2 separate regions of the Arachis hypogaea genome follow, and region 2 is linked to region 1. Evidence: chromatin contacts called from public Hi-C data. All regions are on one chromosome and are shown on one strand. Each heading gives the region's core, a stretch centred on a gene start, on an enhancer-like site or on the middle of the called end of the contact. The rest is flanking DNA. Distances are from core to core; before and after follow the strand shown.

Evidence for each region. Hi-C and Micro-C count contacts between places; a contact is called where the count stands out from the background.
Region 2: a Hi-C map of leaf shows a contact between it and region 1, with 2.2 times the contacts expected there. The contact joins the promoter of LOC112720375 here to the promoter of LOC112720370 in region 1. A contact is called at or near these places in 2 of 8 Hi-C or Micro-C datasets (both in leaf).

What each region holds. Positions count from the first base shown.
Region 1 is chr11:15,124,315-15,129,088 of arahy.Tifrunner.gnm2.J5K5, forward strand. It overlaps LOC112720370 (CASP-like protein ARALYDRAFT_485429), which reads left to right and starts at 1,892. Exons shown (of 3, transcript XM_025771292.3): 1 at 1,892-2,179. The coding sequence starts at 2,031.
Region 2 is chr11:15,286,808-15,291,581 of arahy.Tifrunner.gnm2.J5K5, forward strand. LOC112720375 (histone-lysine N-methyltransferase SUVR5) reads left to right here and starts at 2,909. Exons shown (of 12, transcript XR_011867338.1): 1 at 2,909-3,078; 2 at 4,196-4,679.

The DNA of each region.
Region 1 (4,774 bases), core at 642-3,141:
TTTCCCAGAACTTGATTGGACTGAAAGGTTAATGTATTCATCAATTTTGGGTACTCCATATTTTGAGAATCTCCACTAAATGGTACTGTTTATTGGGTATACTTGTATGTTAAACTTTGAAGATAACTAGCAAATTATAATTTGCAAGTACAATGTTATTTATAGTGTATTCAGCTTTATTGTTAGATGTTCGATTCTCGCCTTGAGCATAGAAGTCTGATAACTCAGGGCTAGCTGTCTCAAGCCCATTGATTTGCTTACAAGTCATCAGAGAGGGATTAATCAGCATGTTCGATGGTAGATACCAGGGCCTCAAGAGACGAGCAAGCTCTTACAAACGGAATTATATGCAGATTGATGTGAAGTTTGTAGGCAATTAGCTCGACATTTACAAAGTAAGCAGCAGTACTATTAAACCGCTATTGTTCAAGTGCATTTTTGTGTGTTCAAGATGTCTCTGCTTTAATTGATATCACCACCTATATATGTTGTAAATATTATTAACAGATTAATCTGTTATGACTTTTCAATTGTATACCTCTGAGTTGTCACAAATAGGAATCAAGTGAAATTTTTGAAGTGTGATGCTGTGAGCAATGTTACATGGCCAGTGCAATTTATTGTTCTTGTTTAGTTGTTAGCCGTTAATATTTAAAAGTGTAGGCTAAATGCATTAAGTTGGGTTGTTGGACACTTTGGACTAAAGGAATTGGATTGCTGGCTGAAAATACTGATCAATATTTTTCTTCATCTATTACTTTCTTAGTATGTGTACATTTGCCAATGAGCCTTAGCTTACATGGCATATCTCCCCCTCCCCATTTCAAAGGCGGGTTCAAATCCTAGGGATTGCAATTGAGGAGAAAATATGGTAAATGTGTGAGGAGAAATAATTGATTTTAAGAATAATAGATAGATAATAGATCAAATTTATTGTCAAATAAAATACTGGTTCAGATTATCCGGCGGGTGCAATAAGTGTGGCTGTGTGGGGAAACCAATGATATATGAATTATCAATTCTTGATATTACAGAAATGCTATTTTCAGAATTTAGTTAGTCAAATTCCTTAAACGTTAAGCAACTCTTAAGTCTTATGCACATCCTACATATGTTTTCACGGGCCCTGTGGGGGAGCAAAATTTATTTTCGTCCGTGTGATTGTGTGATTGGGCCATGTGAAGGAGGAGGATGCTGAACTTGTAATCGGTGGTGATGTAACAAATCAATGGTGGAGGTACCTGCAATAGTAATGCATAGGTTGTGTAGATCTTGTATGAGATTGTACTTGGTCATGCCAGTACAATATTATTACAATAGATTCACGTAGCACACAAGTCACTCTAATTTGCGAGTTTGAGTGGATTTCTATATGGCTGGCATACTCTTCTCTTGTCTCTTTAGTAAGTATCAACTCGACTACAACTGCTTCATTCTCAACCTAGTTGTTGCTAGCTCTGAACTCGAACTTGCTATGTGGAGAGTTGTTCAAGGGAGTTGGTCAAATACGTTGTTTAAATACAATTTTTGTTAATACTTGTAATTATGGATTGAATATGAAGTACCACGCTTAACTTTTGTTAATATTAGTCGTACATTTTCTCAATAAGTAAGAGTTAAGAGTTAAGACCCACATATGTACTCGAAATCACTCTGCACATTCTTAGTTGCAAGGCAATATGTGAGGCCCACAACACCTCTTACCTAAACGGTTTCATTTTCATCACAAAATTACTCTTATCTCTTCTGCGTTGTGTCTAAGTCAATTGCAAACTGCCAACAAAACAAAAGCAAATAATACTACAAAAACAAAATTCAATTTATCATGTGACTAATATGCTGTTCCATTATCTTCACATTCATGTTCATATTCTTACTCACGGTCCCTGACTATTTTCCTTTTCTACATTTCCCTCAATATTCCCTTTTATTCATTCTTTTTTAAATTTAATAATTAAGAGAGAGAGAGAGAGAGAGAGAGAGAGAGAGAGAGAGAGAGAGAGAGAGAGAGAGAGAGAGAGATTAAGGGCATGTTTGGAAAATTTGGAATGGAGGAAGTTCCAGGAGCGTTTGGCACAAGCGCCAGCTTCGCACTCCGTTTGGGGCAAACCGTCTTTTCCTCTGCTTCCCTTCTCTTCATGTGCTTGGACGTTGATTTCTATGCCTACACTGTTTTCTGGTACCCTCTTAACCTTCATTGTTTATTTTCTTTATTTTTTTTCCCCATATGATTTTATGTTCGTTCATTGATCTTCCTCGTCCCCCATTTCCCTTTACGATTCTGGGTTTTCGCTTTCTTTATTTGTTAAATCTCGTCCCTATTTCATGAGTTTTTCTAGAACAATTTACAACTGATTAGTGCTTCCTTGACTTTGAGAGTTGCATGCTTTTGATTTTCATGAATTCAGTCCCGTATGATTTTTATGTTACGCTGTTAGACATTTTTCCTGTCAACTTAATTGAATACACAATTGAAGTATAAAATCAAGTGTAGTATAAAGATAATTTTTTAAACATTCTTTAATTGATGGAAAGAGACAGAATAAGTTTCAATACTTTTATAGATTAATAGTATAATTATTAATTGAAAATTTCAAACATTATGAAAAACATTTCAAAGTGACCGACACTAATAGTTACTCTGCTAAAATATTGTATGTTTTTATTATTATTAGCATAAAGTTCTTTTTTCAAAAATTTATTAAACTTTTAAAATATCTTTAATATTTAAATTAAATAGAAATATCCAAAAATATTATTCTTTCAAAATCACGTTTAACAAAAAATTTCCTAACACAGATCACTACTACATTGGCACTGATATATAATTTTAATCAAAATTAATTTGCAAAAAAAAAAAACCTTCATACTAACATTTGTTTATAAAAGTTAATCCAAACACACAAAATCACTTATCAAATCCAATTCAAAATGAAAATCAATAAAAATATACTAATTTAGATTAGATAATACTATGGTGAAGAGTATTTTTGAGTGAATAGTAAAAATAATTCTTTTTATTATGAGTAACAAGAAAAAAAAATTACACATGTTCTTTATTAATACAGTGAGAATCTTCACTCTTCACTCAATTCTTTTTCACTAAAAGAAAATTCCCATTTTGATTCCAAAAGGAATCAAACCCAATCTAAGGTGCATAATATGAGTATAACTAAAATTAATTACTTGATTAGTCCTTAATAATTAATTCTGTCAGACACTTAGATCATTTGTTCCGTCAACTTTAATGGAGGTCAAAATAGTCATTGACAATTCTAACAGAGGACAAAATGGTTCCTAACAACTCTAACAAATGATAAAATGATCCTTGGCTCCCTCTGTTCGTAAATGACACTGTTCTCTCCCAATTTTCATAATATCTCGTATAACCTTAACATTCATACTTTCCTTCTTCACCTTCATAGTCTTCTTCTCCATCTTCTCCTTTCTCCTCTTCAGCTCCAAAATCAAGTCATGGTGTAACTGCCACGCATGTCACACCTACCTCAACATGTCATGAACCACACACTTTTCAAATATCTGTGACTAGTTACCCACCTCCTCCTCACTTCGCCCACCAAAAGTATACACCTCCACATCCTCGATAACATCACTTTCAACCCCGACAACGTCCACCACATCCTCAAGATCAAGTTCTACAACTACCCTAAGGGCACGTCTTTTTCCATTATCTGCCAAGCAATATGGATTGTTGGACACTAGGACATCACGAGAAGATTCTCCTTCAACATCATATGTAAATTCTCATTTGGAATGGACCTCAAGTGCTTCATTCCTTCTCTTTTTGGGTCCAAGCTGGTAGACAGTTTCAACCTTGCATCCAAGCTATTAGTATAGCAAGCAATGTCACCGTCACCGCTCATATGGAAACTGAAGCGATTACTGAACATTAATTCAGAGAAGAAAATGAAGGAAGCGATTGGAGTGGTGGACAATGTGGCCATAGAAATAATAGGGCAGAGGAGGAGGGAGATGACGATGACAACGACGGGTCTTAACAAATCGAACTTGTTGTATAGATTTATGGGATCCATCGAAGACGATAATTACTTGAGAGATATAGTCATTAGTTTCCTGAGTATGAATTGGTTGAAAACAAGTTGATGATTTTCTTCTTTTGAACATTGAAGTTGCAAAATATACACATGTAACTTGAAGTTGCAATGTTAGAATGTTAGGGTTATGTAAGATATGATGAAATTTGGGAGAGAATAGTGTTGTTTCTGCACAGAGGTTGTCAAGGACCATTTTGTCCTCTATTAGAGTTATCAAGGACCATTTTATCCTTCGTTAGAGTTGACAGAACAAGGGACCTAAGTGACTGACGAAATTAATTGTTAGGGACCAATCAAGTAATTAATTTTAGTTGGGGATTAAAGTGTTTGGTTTAAAATTCTTTGAGGACCAAAATGGGTATATACTCATATTATTATTAGTTAAATTACTATTTTAGTTCCTAATGTTTGGAGCAGATCTTAATTTAGATTCCAACGTTTCAAACATATTATTTATGTCCTAAAAAATTTTAAAGAGATTTAATGTTATCTTATAGGTAAATTTGACACAAAATAGTTAATGGAGTGAGTTATGTGAACGTTAATAACGTAATTGTTAAGTTATATCTTCTTTCTGTATTAGAGAAATACAACCAAAATTTTCTTATAATACCGCTTCTTCTCAATCTCCTTGTAAAAAAGAATTCTAAATTCTAATAATTAATCATCAACACTCTAGAATCAAATGAAAAATTTTT
Region 2 (4,774 bases), core at 1,659-4,158, 160 kb after region 1:
TTGATTTGACACGTGGCGTTCCCTGAAGGTCGTTTACGTCACTCAACGTCGCTTCTTCGTGGGATAACAAACTTTTTACTTTGCTTCTCTCTTGATATTCTTGCATCTCGGCCATGACATTATCAAAGGCCTGGTGCAGAACTCCGGTCAGCTCCTCAGACTCTGACGCAAATTCACAGATGTTGTGCGACCGAAACACCAAATCGTCGAATCTCTTGCTTCTTGGCTCCAGTAGAGGCTCGTCTTGACTGTTCTTGATGTGTGTGTGCCTCCTATTTATGTTCTTGCTCCAGCGTTCCAATATGTATTTCGGTGCCACGTTATCTACTTGCTCGAAGCTTAAGACGCTCAGGGAATGGCAGCACAGTATGCCCTTCGACTCGAACAACAGGCACTGGCACTTTACCTCTCGTGATACTGCGTCGTAGGTGATGAAACACTTGTTGAATATGGAGTTAGAAACCTGCTCTACGACTTCGTATATTGTGAAACCTAGGGTGGAATTCACTGATCTTGTGATGTAGTTTACCTTTCCTCTGAATTGTCCTTGAACGTCCCTAAACTTCTCGTGGGTATAGACGTGCTGAAACTGGGCCTCTATTGTTGATTTTGTTGCGCACGGTATCACGGTGTGAAAATCTACAGCGTCGAATTCTCTCTCTCTTTGCTCTCTACTTGCTAGGCAATTATCGTATTGCTTCACGAATTGACTCAAGGAGCTGTTGCGTGTGATGAACTTGTTGAAAAATGCGTGCATGCTCTCGCTCCTTTGTGTGCTTCTCATCCCGACTCAAAAGTGGTGATCCAGGTAAACTGGAATCCATATATGGCAATCTTCATATAGCTCTGCATAATGAATTGAAAACATGAGCTGGGATAGACCAAAATCTGTGCAAGTTTTAACCAAAAAAGTAACAGTTATCTGAGAGCCACTTGTTGCCTCCGAGGCCATACTTTATGAGGAAATTATTCCAGTTTCTGTCGAATGCGTCTTTTGCGAACAAGTTCCAATCCACGTGGCTAATCTTTTGTTCGATTTCTTTGTGTCGCTTGTAGCCATTTAGTTTGTTTGGGATCTTCTTCATGATGTGCCAGATGCACCACTGGCCAATTGTTGTTGGCATGCATGTCTCGATGGCTCTTTACATCGATGCACATTGGTCGGTGAGAATGCCTTGTGGTGCCTTCTCTCCCATGTAACAGAGCCAACACTCGAATAGCCATTTGAATGATTGGATGTCCTCGTTTTTCATCAGGGCGTCCGAGAAGTGTCGACTGACCGTGGTGATCCACGCCCACAAAAGAACCAAAAACCAGATTGTACTTGCGTAAATGGACACTCTCACAAAGTGATGAACCGAAATGTGTGGATTTGGTGAACGTAAAGACTTAATTTGAGTGAATTGAATACCTGTTTGTGTTGTAGGTGGTGTCGAATGAAACCACATCTCCGAAATACTCGCATGCAGCCCTGCTTCTTGCGTCGGCCCAGAATGCCGTTTTAATGGAGTGATCGCCTTCGAGGTTGAGCTCAAAAAAGAAATTTTGGTTCTTCTCTTTTATTCTTAGTAGGTACTTCCCGAATTCTTTGGCATCATCTTGTTCGGAAACATTCCATACTTCCCTTGTGATGTAATTTCTCACGTCTTTTTATATAAAACTTAGTTTCCAGTGACTGCCGGCTTCTGCTACGAATAATTGGTAAGTTTTGCTCGGTCTGATTCTGGCTTCCTCGTTGGTTTCGATGGTGCGACGTACAAACATGCTTAGCTCCCTGTGTTGTTTGAGCATCTCTGCCCGGTCTGGACAGCAGGAATGTGAGTGATTCAGAACAACTTTGGAAATTGTCCAAAGACCGACGTCCTTCAATATGTGTACGTAGATCCTGGCTAGACAGTTTATGCCGGCTGAGGGATTTGTCTTCAGAGTAGGAGATATCTTGGATTTCTACCTCCCCTCTCTGCTGCATACGATTAGTTGATTCTTAATCTCGTCTCCCTTTCGGATTGTGTTTCTTATTTTGGTAGAAAAACCGACAAGTTTGGAATAATTTTTGTAGAACTTTCCGACTTCTTCTAGTGTCTTGAGAATCATCCCGACCTTTGGGACAAATTGGTCATCCACAACACACCTGGTCTGCAGAATGAACCAAACATGTTATTATGGTGAAACCATTGTATACAACTAAAATGAATAAAATATTATCCATTATATAAAATCAAATTCAAACAGCTTTCTGCAGAATAAACCGAACACATTATTATGATGAAACAATTGTATAGTACTAAATGAATGGAACATTATCCATTATATAAAATCAAATTCAAAACACATGTGTCTACAATTTAGAGATTATCAATTCAATTCAATTCAGAACACCTGCATCCATTCAACTCAAATTAGCAATTGCATTCCATTCAATTCGATTCAAAACTGAATATTCAAAACCTCGTCCCCTTGATTCATTTCAGAAGAGTAATCCAAATCGCTCTCATTCAACTGATTTAAAGTTGAATCATTCATTGTTTCGATTGAGAAGTGCAGATTGAAGAAGAAAACGAAGAAGAATAGGAAGAAGATAAATGCAACGTAAGCAAATCGAAAGAAGAAAACGAAGAAGATGAGCGCGACCAGAGAAGAACGACGAAATTTATTACGTTGAAGGCAATGTAGATCAATAAAAAAGAACGCGAGCATAGAAGAACTAAGAGAGCAGAATGTTTAGGTTGTAGCAGAAGATTTACGTTAAACAAAGATTTAGGTTGCAGTAAAGAAGGTTTACATTATATGCAGCGCGTGTATCACAAACAAGTTGGGGGTGTTGGAGGCGCGTCTAGCTTAATATGCTTGGATAACTTGGATATCTTTTTTACATGGATATAGAGCATTATTATTTATGTATATCGGTAAATTATATAGTTATTTAATTTAAATTAAAAAAAAAAATCCCAATGATAACTGGTCCCTTTTTTTTTCCCGATAACGGGGAAATACGATGTTACCTTGGGTAAGTTATTTTTTGGGGTTCGACCATTGCCCGTAACAATGTTGTCCATGAAAGTTCAAACCGTTGCCAAGGTTTTACAATAAACTTTTATTGTATGTTTCTTTTGTTTTAGTTCTTGTCTGATAATTGTTTAGCATAATGTTGGAAAATCTAGCATTTTAATTCCCTAATTTAAGATCAATATAAATCAAAGAATTACATATTCGCATAAAATTATAGAAATTCAATTGCGGAATTGAAAATCAGACTTTATGATTTGTATTGGCTTTAAGAATTTAGGTATTAATACATGATTTGCCAAAATTACCCTTACACAGCTAATAACTTCTTCCCTGCAAGCAAAGCCGTGCCGTCGCCGTCGCCGTCGCCACCGGTTGTTTTCTGCGGACACCACTGTTGCTCACATTCTGTTTCATGGTTTTTTCCCCTCTCTGTGTGTCTATGACTCTCGATAAGAATTCAAGTCAATTCTAGTTCCAAACACACTATGTTATATGATTGTATGATGAGATCCATCATTAACACTATCTGACTCATATGCCTAAGGTTTATTTCCAGAAAAAAAAAAACACAGGAACCAACTTTGAATAGTTAATATTAACTAACTCTTTCTTTTTTTGTTGTAAAATTATTTTTTTAACTTTTGTTTTGGAAAATTTAGGGTTTAGGATTTAGATTTAGAATTAAAAAAAAAAATTAACTGATGTTGGTTGGCTCCCTAGTTGAATTCCTATTTGAATTGGTTTATTTTGCTCCAATGCTACCAATTCATAAAGGCACTAAGTAAGAAGCCAACAGAATATACTAATTGTTATTTTTCTGATTTTGTCGTGTTATTTATTCCACCAATTTTTAATCTTTGGGATTGAATTCCTAAAATGGAATTTCATAATTTCATTCTTGGTTACTTCTTTTTGCCATCTGATTTATAGCATGTAGATGATTTTCAGTTATCTGTTATTCTGTTAAGGGACATACATATATGGTGGTGCTTTTGGAAGTTTTACACCATTGTATATGTATATTGAAGTTGTTCTTTTAGGAAATGTAGATTTCAATATACACATGCCATTCAGTTTAAAACCTCAAAATTCAATACATGCACATATAGGTTTACGTTCAGTATCTTATACTAATGACTAAGTATACTAAATCAATATTGTCCTAATATTACCATTGATTGAATAGGGGTGAGATGGGAAGTTATCAATCATAGCAAGCGCTGTGCATTATATCCTACTGCTGATTACAGGAAAGTATCATGGAAGGTGCAAGACCAACTTTTATGTTTCAAGAACCACCTAATTGCCCTGAAAATAGTGAACAAGTTAAATTGGAAGTTAGTCTACCAAATTGTTCATTTCTCCGGACAGAAGGTCCTCGGATGGAAAGGCTAGCCAAAGGACAGCAGTCTGTTTGTGAACTCCTTACTAATTCAGATTGCCAATGCCGCGGAGCTAGTGACACTCAAGTGGAAGACCGAAAGGAATCCGATAGTTTCTGTGATAGTATTGATGATGAGATAAACGAACCTTGTTTAACCTCTGAGATTTCTGTCTCTGTTATGGATACAAATGCAAGTGAATCGCCAATTAATGGTAAGGAAGAAGATTTCTTATTTTCCGAACCCACTTGGCTCAAGGGAGATGAATCTGTGGCAGTGTGGGTCAAGGTAACCATATGAATCTGTGGCAGTGCTTAATTTGTAGCCATTGCAAAATTTTGCTTACTCTTCTTTTGATAGGTTTCCTAATGATTGCTTGTGAT